Regions from separate parts of the Sus scrofa genome. Here region 2 is linked to region 1. A link is a contact called in public targeted proximity ligation data. All regions are on one chromosome and are shown on one strand. The core of a region is the stretch at or near the end of the contact, and the rest is flanking DNA. Distances in the headings are between cores, read along the strand shown. Region 1 has its middle 96 kb from the start of SSPN. Region 2 overlaps LOC106509230 (a long non-coding RNA gene).

Region 1 (6,004 bases), core at 1,859-4,358:
TCTGTTTTCAGACTCAAATGCTGCCTCTCCATTTTCTCTTTGTAGCAGCCAGGTTTCCTGTGGACAGGTCTGGGCTTTGAGCGTCTCTTCACAATCCATTCTGACACAGGCCAACAATTTCTTTGTCCTCATACTTTCATATATCTTAGAGATTTTTCCATCAGATAAACCAGAACTATCCATGCTTTAAAAAAAAATGTAGCTCCTTATAGAGTTGAAATCCTAGAGTCTGGAGATCTACAGGAGAGCTGAGGGAGAATGAGAAGGTGAGTACAAAAAAAGAAATGATAGAGGAAAATGAGCCCAGTTCCTAGGCAGGAATTAATGTGCCCATGGATTATCTGAAAACTTTTAAAGTATCCAAATGAAAATGGAAGAAGCAATGAGGTCGGCTCATGCACTTTTTGGCCTTTTATTGCATACCATAAACTTTGCAGAATAATCTGTCTCTGAATCAAAAATTTGTTGGAACATCTGCCCCATTTAAGTCATAGATACAATATTAAACGATAATAACTACTGGGAAGATAGAACATCAAGCTCTTTTCCAAATTGATTAGTCAGTTTATTTTATGTTAGTCAGTTTATTTATGTAATTATGAATGCAGCTAATGTCTCAAGCTGTAAAGCTACAGCATAAAGGTGTTTGAAAATACAAGTAGTTCGAAATATCTACCACCAAGAGAATAGAATCTAGCAGCATCGTGGGGTTTAGAATCAGACCTAGACTCAAATGTCAGGTCTATTGTGTTATTAGTCTATAGTATTCAATCTCTATGAACATTCTTAGAGTCATAAATAAGAATGAAAGTGAAGACCCCTCTCTGGGTTGGTCTAAGAATTTAATGACACATTCTATAGGAAAAAGCACCAGTACAGTGCTTGATACCTGAATACTCAGTGTTTGTTTACTCTTTTTCCTACCAGATGACCAGTCCAAACTCTGAGATTTTAGGCCCCCTATAAGTATGAGACATTCATAGCTACATCACTTTAAAAAACAGGAGGAAATTGTTTTGTTCTATCTCCCTAAGAGGTCATTGGTTAGAAGGACCCTTCTATACCTACTCAGTAGTGTTTAGAAAAGAACATCTCAAGTTTTGCTACCAGTGGAATGTATTTAATATTGGAATATAGGGGGTGTAATAGTATCAACATTTCAGACCAGTGAAAATTTCAATTTGGATTTCAAATCAGAAAAATCTTTTTTTTAAATGAATTATCTCCTTTGTTATTCATTCATTTATTCATTCATTCACTCATTTATGGCTGCACCCACAGCATGTGGAATTTTCTGGGCCAGGAATGGAACCCAAGCCACATCAGTGACAATGATGGATCCTTAGTTCACTGAGCCACCGGGGAATTCCAAACCAGAAAAATCTTAATCCCATCCAAAAAGCGAATACATAGAAGAAAAGTATTAGAAGTAGATGAATTGAAACTCAGTGAGAGCAAAATAATCAGGTACACTAATTCTGTTTGTTTTTTATTTTTTGTCTTTTTGGGGCTGCACCCATGGCATATGGAGGTTCCCAGGCTAGGGATCCAAGCAGAGCTGTAGCCACCGGCCTAAGCCACAGCAACGCAGGATCTGAGCTGTGTCTGCAACCTACACCACAGTTCATGGCAATGCCGGATCCTTAACCCACTGAGTGAGGCCAGGGAATCAAACCCACGTCCTCATGGATGCTAGTCGGGTTCATTAGCCACTGAGCCATGACAGGAACTCCCTGATTCTGTTTATTTGTGTAGTGATGAAGGCCTGGATTTTCATGTCAAATCTCACCCCATATCCTTAATTTGCTGTAAACAAATTTTGTTTTAAATTCATGTGAAGTAAAACGTAAAGCTATGGTTCTCATTTCAAATGAGGGGCTCAGTCATCTGCCCCAAAACATTTGGTTGTCTCCATAAAGTTAATGAAGCAAAACCTCAGGAAGAACAAAAACCATGGCCCTGGCCAGTGTGCCTTCAGTCTCCCCTCCTGGTCCCACAGCAGCCATCACGCCATGTTACTCATGCCCGCTGACCTCGGATGTGGTCTCAGAATTGCAGCCAAGGTTGTGGAGTCTGGCCCAGAACAAGGGAAAGCAGGTGAGCATCTCTGGTCACAAGTCTCCTGTCTATCTAGGTGTGCTACACGCCGTGTTGGTCAGGGGTAGAGATGGTTCTCACGGGGATGAGCAGAAGCATGCTCGATCAGAGGATGCCAATCCACATTTGCTCCTGATTGGCCCCTAAGAACTTGCTTCTCTGTTTATGCTCATACAGCTTGGACTTCTTCCCTCACCTCCCTGGATATCACTGACTTTGTTCCTGCTCTCCTGAAGGCCAGGTCTGTCCCTCTGTGGTGCACAGCTCTGCTTCTCCCCTGGCATCCATTTAACTCCAGACCTCCCTCCAGATGCTCACGCAGTGCTGCTTTTCTCCCCTGAACATAGGTCTCAGGCCTTCCCCGACAACCCACTGCTTTCTGCTACTCCTCCTGGGCAGAGCCTGCTGTGGCCTTAGCAGGCAGCCACTCTCCGCTGTCCTCACCTGGTCTGATTAACCCAGTTCTGGGAAGCTGCTCTGTGGGGCCCAGCCTGGCCTGCCCTGGCCTTGTCCGGCCTTGGCACTGGGGGGAGAGGAGGTCTTCGAAACCCACAGCTTTCCTCAAGGGACAGCCTGTACCTGAGTCAGCCCACGCCAAAAAGGCAGTCTCCTCTTCCTTTTCTGGATTTGTGGTTCACTCGTTATTCCTCAAGCCTACCACAGTTGCCTTGGCAGCAACACACCCTGGGGCCTGCTGGGAAAATTCCACACTCCGATTTGGCACCTGTTCCTGGGAGCAGACAGGCCTGAACTGCTGGCGAGGGAGGCAGGCATGATAAATTAGATACTGAACTGATCAGGAGTCCCTTTCCATGACAGTGGCCTGCAAAGCAGTGTTAGGGAAATGGCTTCTTTTCTTTCTTCTGTGAGCAATAAATCCCTGGGCCCCAGGACGGCCTCGACTTGGCAGGTTGACACCCGGATGATTTCTGATGGCCTACGTGCCGACCGCAAGGCAAGCCTGAGCACTGCCAGCTCAGCCCCCACAGAGAATCCCTTCTCTGGGGATGAGAGGTGCCGTTCCAAACCCCAGCGAGCTGGAATGTGTCCACCCCTACCCCTTGCATGCAGCTACAGAGAAGAGTGGTCAGCCGAAGCAGAAGAGCAGAGGCATGGCCTGTCTGTGCGGGAAATGTGAGTATGTGCTCTGAAATCTGAGACACGAAGGGAAATGTGGCCACGGAAGAGCTGTGGTTCCAACACTGATAAAAATGTTCCAAAATCCTGCTCTGTCATATGCTTGATTACACTGATGCTCAGGATGACAAATGAGGTTCCATCTTAATTACAGCTTGGGAGAGGATGCCTAGACGGTTCTTTGACTTCTGTTTTATTCTGTCCATTCCAAAAGAGCTACTTCCAAAAAGGAAGGAATGAGGAGACATAAATAACACTCCATGGACTGTCTCCTTTGCTCCGGAAAATCCCCTAAAAGGTTAATGTTGCGTCTCATGCTTCTGGGCACGTGTGGGTCACATGCTGGGAGCTGGGAAGCAGCTCCAGACTCCTGCTGTGGTGATGCCCAACCAGGCGGAGAGAGGAGGATACCAGGCAGCGCAGACGCAGGCTTTGGTCGGCCAGCGTTGACTGCAGGGTTACATCCATGACTAGCAATCACATGAGAGAATGCTCCATTTCCTTCCCTGGGAGAAGGCTGGAGTGAAAGAGGGAAGGGCAGAGTGATTATAAGGTTTTCAAGGTGTTGAGAAGGGAGAAAACCCCTCAGACAGTGAGGAGACAGAAGCCACTGTCTGCTTCAGGTGATGCTGGAAGCATCAGAATCCCCCAGGAAAGGGGGCACTTCCATTCTTGGCTTGGCACGTGATAAATTTCCAGGGCCAACATCCTGACCAAGCCATTCTGTGGCAAAGAGAAAGGAGAGGAGGAAACAGATCAAACCCCACTGGAGACTGTCTCATGGGAAAAAGCCAAATAGCTGAGTTACTCTATTTCCCTGTAGTCAGAGCCCAAGCCTTCCCACAACTTCACAAGCAGTAAGAGGCCAGGGGACTTGGCCAGAGTCTTTTTTTTCTAAGGGGCAGGAAGTGGCTACCTCCTACTAGAAGGTGTGGATTCCTTTGGTGAGGAAGTCAGTGGAGAAGGTATAGAACTCACCCCGAAAGTGCTAGAGACGGTGCAGAGAATGCAGAGAATGCAGCAGGAGCAGGTTGGAGACAAATATGACTTTAAAAGCATCTGCCCTAAGCAGGCTTATGCAGAAAGGGACCAAGGCCTCTGAGGGTAAGAAAAGCAACAAGATGGGGTTAGTTTAGCACCAGGGAAAACTCACACCCCGCCCCCTGCTTCCCCAGACGCCTCCCAGCCTCATGCGGTTCTCAGGCATCCACAAAGGCTCTTGGATCCTTATGGAATCTGCTCCCACTGCAGTTGGAGGTGGGCCGCGTGCCCGGATGCCCTATGAATCACCTGCAGCAGGAGGAGAGCGTCACTCTCCCATCTGCTGCCCCTGCTCTCAGCCTCCAAGTAGGGCCGGCAGCTGGGTGTGGGTCATGGACCTTAGCCTTCTCTGCTCTTCTGCCCCGCTCACCGGAAGTGGTGGGCAGCCAGATGGCTAAGCTTGCTGCTCTTTGGCTCCTCAGAGTAGGAGCTTTGTGGCTGGAGAAGACCCACAGCAGATGCAGTTGCTTGTGAATGCCATTAGAATGGGTCCCTTGGAATCAGGAAGTAAGCAGTCTGTCTGGGGACAACAGGACCAGCTCCCCTGGGGCTTGTGGCCCAGGGATGTAGCACAGGCGTAGCCATCGGAAGAAGCCTGTTTGTGTCTCTTTGTTTGTTTGTTGTTAGCCATTTGGGAGGGGCAGGCTGAGGCAAATTCCTATTGAGCTTTGGCTTCTATCAATATGTTTCAACCTGACTACATTTATTTAGGGAATCAGGGACCTCTGGGGGGCCTTCTGGCCTGGTCTCTTGCCTACAGGGAGGTCTGTGCCTTGACATCAAGAAAGAAGAGGAGTGATTTTTAGCAGCAAAGATTTGTCCTCCTCCCACCTCCAGCATCTATCTGCCAGATGCCCCGAAAATTTCACAGATGAGTTTCTCTATTGACAGTAATATGTCCTCAAATGAAATTAAATTTATAGTGGTGGCTTGGATTGATTTTTTTTTAAGTTATCGATTGCTTAGTATATCCCAGTGACCAATGAAACTGAGGCTTAGAGAGATTTATTAACTTCCCTGCCGACATAGCTAATATGAAGGAGGATCTGGCTTGGAATCTACATCTTCTCAACTCCTAATCTAGCACTCTTATCCTAATGCCATAAGGAAGGGAAGGAAATAAGAAGTCTGAGCTTTACAATCTTAATTATGAAACTTCTTTTAAAGTTAGGCACCATAGGCAATACATATTTGCAAAGGGAGTTCCCATTGTGGCTTAGTGGTAATGAACCCGACTAGCCTCTCCAGGGTTTGATCCCTGGCCTTGCTCAGTGGATTCAGAATCTGGCATTACCCTAGGCCGGCAGCTCCAGCTCTGATTGGACCCCTAGCCTGGAAATTTCCATATGCTGCAGGTGTGGCCCTAAAAAGCAAAAAAAAAAAAAAAAAAAAAAAAATTGCAAAAAAATTTTTGGCCAATAAAATTTATATAATCAGTGCTTTTAAAACTTAGGAAAGCAATGTTTTACAAATGATGGGAGCCTGGTCCTGAAATCTGGTCTTCTGATACTCTGCTTAGCAAAACCCTTTTCTTGGTCACTCACATAATAATGAGTATGAAGCCAAAGAAGTGTGATCCTGGGGAAAGAGGCTCCTGGTCTCTCCTATGGTGAGGAAGGCTCACTAAAATGGTGATGTGATCCACTGACACAGTTTCTTCAAGAATCAGAAAGCACTTACAATTTCCTCGGCTGCAACTTTTGAGAGATGAGACCAAAGCCTCTTTTCC
Region 2 (5,753 bases), core at 2,822-5,321, 190 kb after region 1:
ACTTCTTCAAGGCAAAAGCCTATATCTATTTATCAGTGTATGCTCAGCACCTAGCACAATGCCTGGCACACAGTAAGCACTCAATAAACAACTGTTGAAATCCAAGCTCTGTTCTCCGTTCCCACAATCATTGTTCCAGTTCCAAGCTTTATCATCTCTCACCTGGATTATTGCAAGAACCTGCTCAATGGCCTTTGTCCAGACTTTCTTTCCCCATACACTGGCCACTCTGCTGGCTCAGTTAGCTTTTTAAACACCAATAGTGCACTAAAGAATAGTCGGGGACAACCCATCACATGAAGGCATGAAAGCTTAAGCTTCCCTCCTAGTTTCACTTCCTTTTACCCTTCTCCTATTGCCCTCAGCCAGATGATGGGTGTCGACAGACTGCCCTAATTGCACTGAACTACATGTTCACTCCTTTGCTTTATGTTCTTAGCCCTTTCTTTAAATCTCCACTTGGCTGTTTCAAACCTCACTCCACAAACGTGTGTGCAAGAAATGATGTCCTTATTTCTCTCATTTAGTCTAACTTCAAGCCACCTCCCCAAGGGCTGATGGGAAATGACTTCAGTCGTGGGCTGTCCCACGTCCACCCTCCTCAGGATTTCGCAAGAACCTGGGGTGCCAGAATAACAGGGAAAGGAGCTCTTCGTACTCAGATTGTCAATGGTCAGTGTCTGAGCCTGTCACTTTCTGGGTAGGAGTCTTTACTGAAGGAGAAGAAAAGAAAATGGAAAAATGCAATGAGAACAGACATCAGTAGTGTCTCAGTAAACTACCCGGTCACGCTTGGGCTCTTCACATTGTGTTGTAATTAACTGGGTGTGTCTCCCACACCTGGGCACCCACAACACTGCTGCTACTCAAATTGGCACCACCTCCAGCATTGCTTGGCCCTCACTTCTGTGACTGTTTACTTGGTGTTATTCTTTCTGCGGTTTCTTCTCCCAGACCTCTCTCCCACTTACTTTAAGACCTCTGCTTATCTCCTCCATTTCAGGAAAACCCCTACTTCATCAGGAGAATTCAAAACATTGGGCATCACCTCCCTAACTCTCAGCCCTTCCTACCTGCCTCCTCCCACACCCTGGCTTCCCTTCCCACTGTTGCCGAGGGAAAAGTGGCCCTCCATTCGTGCCACTGATAATCGATGGAAATCCACCGTCCTGTCTGCGCAGTGAGTCTGGATCTCTGTTGAGGAGTCCTGTTCATCATTCATTGTATTCCTGGAGTCCAGTACCCTGCCAGGGATAGGAAAGACACCCAATAAACACTTATAGAATAAATGCTTTTTTAGATCTGAGGGCTATACCACAGTTCCTAAAAAATTGTCTAGAGACATAAGACAACTGTTGATATGTGATGCTTTGTGGGTTATTGACACAGAGAGTTTCCCCCTGACTCTGAGTGTGGGCTAAATTTGGAGGAGATAATCCAGGAGGGAATGTAGCTGGCAGCCTATGGAGTTCCTCCTGGGTCAGGTCGGTGCCATCCAGCTGTGAGTTTGCTGTTTTAATACCTCCTATTTGTCTTCTCTGATTACTGCTGGTGAGGCTGGCCTCTGGCACTTGCTGAGGGGAGCAATGGGGAAGCCTCCACGTCCAAGGTGTCACGTTGCTCTCTGCCCCCTCGGGTTCCACCTGAGGACACTGCTCCTGCATTAGCAGACTGTCCCTTGGGGAAAGACAGTAAACACCAAGCTTTCTTACTCCTTGTATGTTTTGAGATGTTTTTCTATTCTCCTTAACTCATAAACTTTGAAAAAAATTTTTTGGTATTTTAAAGTCGCTGTAAATTAGCTAATCAAATTTATCTTTAATCCTACTCTCATATTCTATTTTCTGTCTTCCTTATTATCATGTTCACCTTCAACCTGTTCTTATTTGCGTTTCATCTGTTTAAAATTATTTCATAAATAACGTCATTCTTATTTTTATTTTGACAAGCTATTTTAACCTGCTGGTTTCCTTTTACATTTTATTTTCTTGTCCTCATCTTTATTCAGCTTATTTAATAGTCCATGTTGTCGTTCTGCCTTATGAGTCTTTATAATTCTGGTTGAAAATTTTCCCTGACTCTTCCTTTAAGATTTCCTTATTTCCCAATTTTCAGCTTTTAATTGGTTTTAAGTCTTTCACAATCTTTTGGCATCACATTTTAGTCTTTATTCTCTTTTCCCTTCCTTTTTGGTACTGTACCTTGTCTACATTTTCTCTTGTTTATCATCTGTCCAACATGGAAAATAAGAAAACTTCTCTGCCCCGCCTCTCTTTCTGACAATCATTACTGTAAATACACCATTTTTTTGGCATTAATTGCTTTTTGACACAGCACTCTGTGCAAGCTTTATTTTCATATCATATATTTTTAAACCTGTTTTTTGATTGTTTTAATTAAATTTTTTTTTTTTTTTTTTTTTTTTTTTTTTTTTTTTTTTTTTTTTTTTGCTTGCAAGTAACAAACTCTTTCCAATTACCTCCATTTGTGGGCATTTGATTGTAAGACTAATGTGCACAAGAGGAAACAGGCATCTCAGCCACTGTGGAGGCCGGGCATCATGCCAGTCCTATGGGGCCTCCTCAGAAAGCTGGAACTGTTTGGCTTTGGTTACTAGAACAGCACCACCACCCACAAGTTCAGAAAGAAACGAAATATCAGTGTGGGAATCTTCTTCTATTCTTTGTTAATTCCTCCAGCCTAACTAAATGAATTTCAAAGAAGAGAATCAGATGGACATCCAGGAAGAAGAAACAAGCCACCCCAAAGGGGAAAAAGAGGTAAAAGTTCGGGTAGTTCCAGATTCCTCCATAGCAATATTCACTGCAAAAGACAGAGTGCCCAGAGGTGTGGTACATGAACCAGCAGCCTTGGGATTACTTGGGAACTTATTAGGAATGCAGGATTTCAGTTGCCATTCCATAGCTGCCATTGAATCAGGATCTGCAGTTGACCAGATTTTCAAGATAATTCATAGGCTACTTCTTTGAACTCTGCTTGTAACTCTCCTTGGCCTCCCCCACCACCCCTACCCCTCCAAGAAAGCCTGTTGCTGTAATTACTTTGAGATTGGAGATATTTAAATATATGCAAATTTGAACCACTTGAGTTTTTTAAAACCAAAACAAAATGAAAACAAAAACAAATCACTGTTGTGTAGATCATGCTCTCAGAAAACTTGTTTGAATTGGTCCAGGAGGATGGCCAGAAGTTAGTTGTTTTTCAGAAGCTCCCAAGGTCATTCCACATGCAGCTAAGGTTGAGAATCACTAAACCAAGGAAAACCAAATCCATGAACCCTTCTTGAAAAAATTACTGAAAAATGGACACCAGGTAACAAATGAATCAAAATAAAGAGTTCAGGAATGAAGGGGCTGCAGTGAGATAATTATTGAATTAAATAACAAATAAATTACTTGGAATTTTTGTTAAATAGTATAATAATTGGAATTCTAGAAGACAAACATGCTATTGTGTACCCCTTAAATTTCCACTTATGTTGGAGCTCTCTTGTGATGCAGGGGGTTTACGATCTGGCATTGTTACTGCAGCGGCTCTGGTTCCTGCATTCTGATTCTGGTTCTGATTCCTGGCCCAGGTACCTCTACATGCCTCTGGTGTGGAAGAAAAAATGTTTTCTACTTCTGTTTGGTGCACTTTCTCACCAAATCCACTGTTCTGGGTTTTCTATCATTTATTCTCAGGGGTTCACATAAGTGACTACTGTTTCTTTTGTCATCTCATCCCTGGCAGGCTCGTCTTCAGCTGGAGACTTGACAGTGAAAATGGTACTCACCTTGCCAGTCTGCTCTGGGTTTCTAAAAGAGAGACAGAGGTGTGGAATAGAAGACCAGGGGAAGCCTTGTGATACTGGACCAGAATTAGAGGTATTAGTATGATGATATTTATATGAACTGCATAGCTCCTGCCTGTTGGGGGCCCTGCCTTGAAGACTCCAGCTGCCCCCACCTCTGATCTCCTCCTCCTTAGCTCAGAGGGACTGCCGTTCTCTGCTTGGATTCCAGATTGCTACACTGCAGTCAGGAAATTTTCCCCAGGCAGAGAGCCAGGATGTCATGAGGCTCACCTCTTAGGTTTCCCTGCCTTCTGGGATTGATTGCAGGCTTGCGTTGCTTACTCTGTGCTGTGTTGCTGCTTCTCCGATGTCTGAAAACACTTGCCTTAGACATTCTCTGTAGTTTTATAGTTAGGAGTACCAGATCCTCCATTATAGACAAAAGCAGAAATGCTGAGCTATATATTTGATAACAGTGTTATACTAATGTTAAAGGCCCTGAAATTGATCATCACAGCGTGGTTATAAAAGAACTCCTTATTCTTAGGATATACATGCCAGAGGACTTGAGGTAAAGTTGTCTACAACTTACTCTGAAATGGTTTGGTCAAAATAATAATATTGCTACATTGCAAATAGTAATATTACATAGATTTGTAGAGAGAGCAAGAGAGAGATTGATAAAATATGTATGAAAAATGCTGTTGGGGCAAGTCTAGATGAAGCATCACACTATTTTTGTTAACTTTTGTAGACGTTTGAAATGTTTTTAAAAGAAATAATAAACAAAACATTTCCTTGAGTAGAGACTGGGCTTAGAAGTCACATCCGAAGTTAGTATGGAAAGAAAAAATAGTAACTTTATTGTGAAGAAACCTGGCAACACCTCCTTAACTAATTTGTCAGGATTAACATCACCAGTTGTAAGGCATGTTGATGCCATGTACACTGCTGATAGTAGGTGATGAGCAGATTTTCTTACTCAAAATGTATATATAACCTAAATTAAAAACTAATGGGGATCCTTAAATACACTTTTCCTTAAATACCTTTTCAAATTGGGTAAATATTAGTCATTTCATTTATGTCTACCTAATTTAAGTAGCCTCTGTCTCTAGAGATATGATGGTGATATGTGTGTATTTATCAACTTTATTCTAATTTTTAAAAAAATTCTATGGGAGTTCCCTTCATGGCTCAGGGGTTAACGATCCGGATTAGGATCTATAAGGGTGTGGGTTCGATCCCTGGCCTCAGTCAGTGGATTAAGGATCCGATGTTGCTGTGAGCTGTGGTGTATATAGGTTGCAGACACAGCTCAGATCCTTAGTTGCTATGGCTGTGGTGTAGGCCAGCAGCTGCAGCTCTGATTCGACCCCTAGCCTGAGAACCTCATGTGCCATGGGTGCAGCCCTAAAAAGCATAAATAAATAAATAAATAAATAAATTCTATTGCTGCTGACTTACAATGTTGTGTTAATTTCTGCTATACAACAATGTGACAAAGTGATTCAGTTATACATATACACATATTCATTCCCATATACATTATCACAGAATATTGAGTAGATTTCCCTGTGCTTTATAGCAGGTCCCCATTGACCATCCATTCCATATACGGTAGTGTGCGTATGCCAATCCCAAACTCCCAATCCATCCCTTCCAACTTTATTCTAATTTTAGAGTCCAGAGAAATTCATGACATTGAGAAAGTAGATGCTCAGGCCACTGGCCCCCATTACCCAGCCCCATTCACCAGAGTGATAGTTTGGATCACCCTCACTGTAAGGCTCCTTTACCTGCTGGTGAAGGTCCATTATCGTACAGTTGACCTGGATGGAATGCAGGTTGCCCAGTTGCAAGGAACTGATTATCTGGCTGATGAGCTGGCTTGCCACAGTTCTGGCCACTTTGAAGGTCAGTGTGGCTCTATTCCTTTATAACCCAGTAAATCCTC

What was found.
Region 2: a targeted proximity ligation map of skeletal muscle shows a contact between it and region 1. A contact is called at or near these places in 3 of 47 Hi-C or Micro-C datasets (alveolar macrophages, embryonic fibroblasts and fibroblasts) and 2 of 2 datasets of targeted methods (alveolar macrophages and skeletal muscle).

Annotation. Positions count from the first base shown.
Region 1 is chr5:47,510,618-47,516,621 of Sscrofa11.1, forward strand. No RefSeq gene overlaps it. Among named protein-coding and RNA genes, the nearest start is that of SSPN, 96 kb to the right of the region's middle.
Region 2 is chr5:47,701,105-47,706,857 of Sscrofa11.1, forward strand. It overlaps LOC106509230 (a long non-coding RNA gene), which reads left to right. Exons shown (of 3, transcript XR_002344069.1): 1 at 1-1,180; 2 at 2,700-2,780; 3 at 3,754-5,023. Among named protein-coding and RNA genes, the nearest start is that of BHLHE41, 16 kb to the left of the region's middle.